Regions from separate parts of the Mus musculus genome. Here region 2 is linked to region 1. A link is a contact called in public promoter capture Hi-C data. All regions are on one chromosome and are shown on one strand. The core of a region is the stretch at or near the end of the contact, and the rest is flanking DNA. Distances in the headings are between cores, read along the strand shown.

Region 1 (3,323 bases), core at 143-2,642:
GAAGGTCAAGGCTAGTCTGAGATGATGGAACACACATAAACACACACACACACACACACACACACACACACACATGTACACACATGAGCACACACACAGTATACACACATATGTATATATGTAAACATATATATATATGTTCTCATGCATAGATAAATGTACACACGTAAACACATGAGCATACACACACTATATCTATATCTATAAAATCTAGGGTTCTCATGCATACACACATGTACACGTGTACACACATGAGTACACACACAATGTGTGTATACACACACATATATCTTCTGGTGTTCTCATTGGTGTTCTCATGTGTATATATATATATATATATATATATATATATATATATATATATATATATACAAAACACACACACACACACACACACACACACACACCGGTGGGAGGCCATGGTCCTCAAAACTCAGTAGGGCAGGGGAACTCAGGTAAGGAATTTACTGGTTCCTAGCTCAGATCTGGTCTTGTGGCTGAAGGAAGCACTGACAGGAGGGGTTGGGGAGGGGGCTCCAAGGTCAGGCCAGGAAAGAACAGAGTGGAGCAAGCTCTAAGTGATCGCAAGTACAAGGATGAGTGTAGATACCTATGAGGGCCCGGAGGACAGCATGGGAGTGAGTTTGTAGAGGGGCCATGGTGGTGCATCCCTGCAATCCCAGCATGCATTAGGCGAGGTAGAAGAGTCTTGAGGGCAGCCTGAGCTACAAGGCAGCATCCTGTCTCAGAAAGCTAACCCCTCAAAAACCACAAACAAAACTCCGCCCAAACAAAACAATACAAACCCCACAGAAACAAAACTCCACACAAGTATGTTGAAAACAAACTACCAGCAAGACAGAATCAAGGGAGCCTATGAATAACAGCCCAGCCATAGATAAAGCCCTGGGGGAAAGAGGCTGAGAAGGTTCCATGGGGCACACCAACAGATGCAGGAGCGTGTCCTGAGGTTGGGAAGTTCTGGGCTTGTGCATGCCCTGCGCGTGTTTCAGGTGTGTTAGCCGGTGGACATAACTGTACCAGGTGTATCAGCTGCAGGGCACACAAGCGCAGAATGAGCCAAACTCCCTCCCACTTGCTAAAGTCATCGTAGATTTCCCTTACTTATCCACCTACCCGCCCACCCATCTACCCTGGGCTGCTGGAGAACAGGGAGCCAAAGTCCTGCCTCCAGACTAGGAGAACCGCAAGGCAAGCTGGGTTAGACTAGGGTCCACACTTTAGTATGCACGGCCCTCACGATCTCTAAAAAGCACCGGGACTTACAGGGGGAAGTGGCTGGTTGGACACTTGCCACTTCTATCAGCAACTCCAGCCCTTCCCCACCCCCATCCCTGGGCTCTGGAGACGCCGTACCGCCCGCCGCCCCTCGGGGGCGCTGCTGGGCGGGGAGCTTGCTCGGCCGCCTGCCTCGCCTTGGGCTCAGCATTCACTCTAGCGAGCGAGCGGCGTGTACAGCCGGCTCCCTGGGCTCCTGGAGTCCCGCTTGCTCCAAGCGCACTCCAGCAGTCTCTTTCTGCTCTTGCCCGGCTCGACGGCGACATGGGTGTCCCCGCGGTCCCAGAGGCCAGCAGCCCGCGCTGGGGAACCCTGCTCCTTGCTATTTTCCTGGCTGCATCCAGAGGTAAGATCAACAGGCGGTGGGGTGCTAGCGAGAGCTCTAGGGAGTACAGCCCGGTAGTGTAGGGGGCAGGATGGGAGTGCCCTGAATCCCCTCAGCCTGCGGTAACCTTCACCTTACCGCTGCTCCGCTGGGACAGCCCAGCAGGGTGCAGTGGTGTCTCCATCCTTCATCAGGCACATCTTTAATTGCTAACAGCTGCCAAAACAGCAGGCACGGGTGTCCCTTGGGGACTGCCTGCCAGACACTTCCCTGACCCGAGAGTCCAGAGCAGGGGCCATGAAGAACTTCTGCAAGGCAGGAGATGGGCCGGAGGAGAATCACCCCGTCCTATGGCGGTTGCTGAGTGCATTTTGACACCTGGGGCATCTCCCTGACTTCTGGCAACAGAGTCTAAGAGGACTTAGGGGGTGTGGTGCTGTGACCCTGGTATTCTATCCCCCTTGACACTTGTGTGTGAGTCTTGATGGACACTCCCGAATCTGAGCATGCTTGTCACCTGCTCTGTACTGAAAGTCTAAGGACCCGTTTGAGTGATCAGTGGGCTTCTGTCATTTAACCTTATTACAGCTGAGGAGTTGATTTGGATGAGTAAGAAAGACACGAGGGACACTCCCCTGAGCCCAGCAACCAGCTTGGATAACTCCTCGGCAGGGACACAGAAGCCCCACACAGGGAGATGTCACTTCCAAAGTCCAGACTCACAATCTGTACATTGTTCCGGGACACAGGGGCTCCCTAGAGCCCAATCTTTGTTTATTCGGTGAAGATCTCAAAGAAAAAGGGGAGGATACCCTGATAGTTGCCCAAACAGTAGACAGGTGGGTCCCCTGAGATGGCCTGCCTGATACTTCCCTGCTCAGAACCCAGGGCACGGGTGGCTTCTGCAAGGCAGGGGAGAGGAAGGGTCCAGAGGGAGTCACCATTGTCAGGACAGAGATGGAATGCTCAGCTCCGCAGAGGGAGCCAATAGCTGCATCAGAAAAGAAGGAAGAGGGGTTAAGGGGTTGAAAGGGAGGAGAGACAGGGAACTAACTCTTTATCAATACTGGGAGGCTGGCCTGGACTTCTGATAAGAAAGAAGGCACCCACACCCTATAGACAGAAGACTGAAGCCCTGGCCTGCCTTTCCTCACCACAGGAGAGAGCCTGTGGCAGGGATGGGGTGGCGATACAGGCGGGGGATGTTTCACTCCCAACCCCAAGGCTCATCAGGGGCATAGCTTCTAAGAACGGAGGACAGTGGCAGGCAGGAAGGCCAGTATGGCATCTACCTCAGGCTACTATCCTCCTCCCGGGTGACTCCACTAGGCCCCTTTCCTTGCCTCTTCCCTACCCTAACTAGAATGGGAAGCTTTCTGGTCAGCAGCCTCAATTTGGGAAACTAAGTCCTAGAGCTTCAGGGCAGAGGGTCAGCAGCTTGCAGAACTTCCAGCAGCAGCAGAGAGGTTCTGGGGGGAGCTGGGCTCCCTCACCCCCCAAGAGATTTCGCAGCCTACTGCATTTGCTGACTCCAGCTGATTGGTGAGCTGAAGGCCGCCTCCCTTCAGCTCCCAGGGAGGTAATCAGGGATCTAGGAGGCTTTCAGGAAAGAAACAAGAGGAAACTTTTAGCCTGGAGCTGCTCTGACCTCAACATTGGCTATACTTTAAGTCATAACTCATATACTTTAAGTCTTCCT
Region 2 (3,333 bases), core at 61-2,560, 2.2 Mb after region 1:
CCGGAAGTAAGAACGCTACAGCTAGGAGTCACTTCGAAGAAACTCCAGGACACGTATGTCGCTGTGACTCAACATTTCCTTTATGTTTTTCAACCATAAACTCGGCAACTTATTTATCAGGCCATGACCTTCTGCCTCATTTAGACATAGTTCCCTAAATATTAAGGCGAATAAAGTGTGCTTCTTTGTAGTTGTTGTTTGTTTGTTTGTTCTACAAACATTCCATCTTCTTAGAAAAAGTTTGAGGTTGAGTCAGCATGACTGAACAGCTGTAAAAGACAGTCAAATTTACAGACAGGTTTTCAAACGAAAACCTGTTTTCTGGACGAGAGCACAAATGCTAACACTCCTCAGGCTGTTTCTAAAATATTGTTTTAGAGTTAGCATTTTGCCTAGCCAAAATTGAATGTTTGGTAAGAGCCGAGCTTAAGAAGAAAGTAAAAATAGCTACATTTACCCCAATTAAAAAAAAAAAAAAAAAAAAAGCCGGGCAGTGGTGGCGCACACCTTTAATCCCAGCACTTGGGAAACAGAGGCAGGTGGATTTCGGAGTTCGAGGCCAGCCTGGTCTACAGAGTGAGTTCCAGGACAGCCAGGGCTACACAGAGAAACCCTGTCTCAGAAAATCACACACACACAAAAGCCTCTTTCATTGTTAAAATAACAGCGCCATCAGATTCCGTTCTTTGGAACCCAGCATGGAGACATACACCTGTTATCCCAGCACTCGGGAAGTAGAAGTTCCAGGTCCTCTTCAGCTGTATAGCAAGTTGAAGACCATCTTACGCTACATGAGACCTTATATCAAAATGGAGTTCATGCAGACAACTCAGTGATAGGATGCTATTCTAGAAAATTCCATGATGCCACCATCTCAGTAGATCAGTTGGGTAATTTTCCATTTATTTCTTGAATGCTTTAAATGAATAAACCACACATCTTTACCCAAAAAAATAAGAACACTTTTCAGTCATCCTGACAGGTTTTAAGGCCACCACTTACCTTAGAGTTTAATTAATTATTATTATTTTTTAGACCAAACTCAAGTAAACTCACACGAGGTTGTTGAGGCACCTGAAATCCTTCCTTACCTCCCCTCCCACAATAGGACACCCTGCACCTTCAGATGAAGACAATTACTTGTGCATATGCTGATGCCTTCAGAGCAGAGAATTAAAGATCCTGGGTCTCTTACCTTGCACTGAAGATCCCCAAACCAGGACGAAGGCGAGAGCCAGGACAAGCCTGCTGCCGACGGGAACCTGCATCCTGACCAGCTCGGCTCCACTCAGCCTCTGGATTAGCAAATGTAGCAGGGTGCTCTTTCTGTCCCTTTTAGAAAGAGGTTCCAAAACCTCAGACCCTGCCCAAGAACACACGTCACAGTTTCCTGAACAAATAGAAAGAGATCCACATCAACACCCAGAAAGAAGAAGAAAGTTGAAAAAAACAACAACTGTTCATACCCATGATGAAACTCCACCGGACTCCCCCTAGGCGTTTGCTGTGTGGTTATTATTTTTTCTTTTTCCAAAAAGCTCTGCCATCTGTCATTTGCATGTTTAAAAAAAAAGTTTTCCCCATCAAAAAGTCGAATCAGCACTTTCTTCCCCCTCCCTTCCTTCAGGTAACAATCTAAACAGACAGGAGGACTCAGCTGTTCCAGAACTGAGCTCGGCTCATCCACAGCGCACATCAAAGAGAAGCTGGGCGCGCACAGAGTCAGGCACAAGCAGGGAACATTCCGAGCCGAGCTGGGTTCTCAGCCCCCAGGATGAGCGGTCTCCGTTAACGTCCAGAGTCTGCTAGAATTCCTGGCTTTCCCTCTAGCTCACAAACAGGTGAGGAATATATATATATATAAAATCAGCTGCTCCCCAGGGATTGAGACCATGCATGTTTGCATCTTTTTTTCCTGTTTTTTTTTGTTTGTTTGTTTGTTTACTTCGAAAAAAAATTTTTCTTTCTGGTCTTGAGTAAGGCAAAAATCAGGAACAAGGAGGGCAGGTCCCCCCCTCAGAGGGCCGTGGAATGTGAAAACAGAGACACAGATGCTGCCGTTCATAAAGGACTAGCCGTTCCCTGGCCTCGAAGATTGCGGGGCTTTGGGGGTGCGGGTGCGGGAATGGCCACTCTGTGCTAGCCTCACAGTAAGGGTGGTTTTACGCTGTATCTGTAGCGAGACAGCTTTCTCTGCCTTTGCTCTGAGGGCTCAACCATTCTCCACTTCAGGGTGTCCGTTCCTCGGCTGCTCAGATGCCTGCCCCTTGGCCATCCTTTGATGGGTGGGAGGAGTTTCCTTCCCCTTGTTCTGGGCTTCCTGCTGATTCCTTAAGGTTTCCTGATAAGGACAGACTTTAGAATCTCATAGCTCAGGAGCCCTGATAGAGAAAATGAAGCCCTCCTTAGAAACTTCTCCTCAGAAGCCCCCTCAGAGCCTGGAAACCCTCAACTGTAGCAACCGAGGCGCACAGAGACCCAGCGCACACCGTGTGGAGTTTTAGTATCTGTTGGGATTTCTCTCCTCTGCCTTTGGTCCCTTTTCATGATAAGCTTCAATTAAAGCCCTGATAACAAAACGAAAGATCATGTTAACAGCTTCAGGAAGTTTCTCACGACACCTTCAAGGCAATTAGAAGTAGAGATGGATAATTTAGTCACCTTCACACAACCTACAATCACGTGGGAAGGGAGTCTCAGGGACGGAGATAGCCCGGATCAGGATGGCTATGGACAGGCCTAAGGGGGATTGTCTTGGTTATTTGGTGTGGGAAGATCCAGCCCATAGTAGGCAGCGTGATGCCCTCCCTGGTTTAGGGATCCGGATGGCAGCAAGCTGAGAGAAAACCAGCAATCATTTGTTCCTCTCTGCTTTGGATTGTGCAATCAGCTGCTTCAAGTTCAAGCCGCCTTGACTTCCTTGCAATGATGCACTGTTCTCGTAACCTGGAAGCGTGAGCTAAAATGTGACCCTGAGCCCTTTCTTCCCTAAGCTGCCTTTTGTAGGGTAGTTTATCACAGTGACAGAAACAAAACCCAAACAACCAAAACTAGTACCTGAAAGTGATCACTGGGAGATTTTTCTCACTCGGGGACTTTTTTTTTTTTTTTTTGCTGCTGCTGAGTCATGGGGATTTTTTTTTATTTACTTCCTTATATATTTTTATTTATTGAGGCAGGGTTTCACGTATCCCCAGCTGGCTTTGAACCTGTTGTGTAGGCCAAAGATGACCCTGGGCTCCCGAGTCTCTCTCTAGTCCTCTCTTCTCACACTCTGGGGTGAGTGGCCAGACCTGTTCTAGAACTCAGGTGCTCTAAACCATACTCCAGAGA

The links. Promoter capture Hi-C pulls out the DNA fragments that hold promoters and counts their contacts.
Region 2: a promoter capture Hi-C map of pre-B cells shows a contact between it and region 1, with 2.6 times the contacts expected there. The contact joins the promoter of Srgn here to the promoter of Vsir in region 1. A contact is called at or near these places in 1 of 39 promoter capture datasets (pre-B cells) and 1 of 484 Hi-C or Micro-C datasets (CD4 T cells).

What each region holds. Positions count from the first base shown.
Region 1 is chr10:60,345,459-60,348,781 of GRCm38.p6, forward strand. Vsir (V-set immunoregulatory receptor) reads left to right here and starts at 1,393. Exons shown (of 7, transcript NM_028732.4): 1 at 1,393-1,645. The coding sequence starts at 1,564. All of the region lies in intron 39 of Cdh23 (cadherin 23 (otocadherin)), which reads right to left.
Region 2 is chr10:62,506,447-62,509,779 of GRCm38.p6, forward strand. Srgn (serglycin) reads right to left here and starts at 1,311. Exons shown (of 3, transcript NM_011157.3): 1 at 1,196-1,311. The coding sequence starts at 1,268. Gm51804 (a long non-coding RNA gene) reads left to right here and starts at 1,358. Exons shown (of 3, transcript XR_003949006.1): 1 at 1,358-1,508; 2 at 1,628-1,841.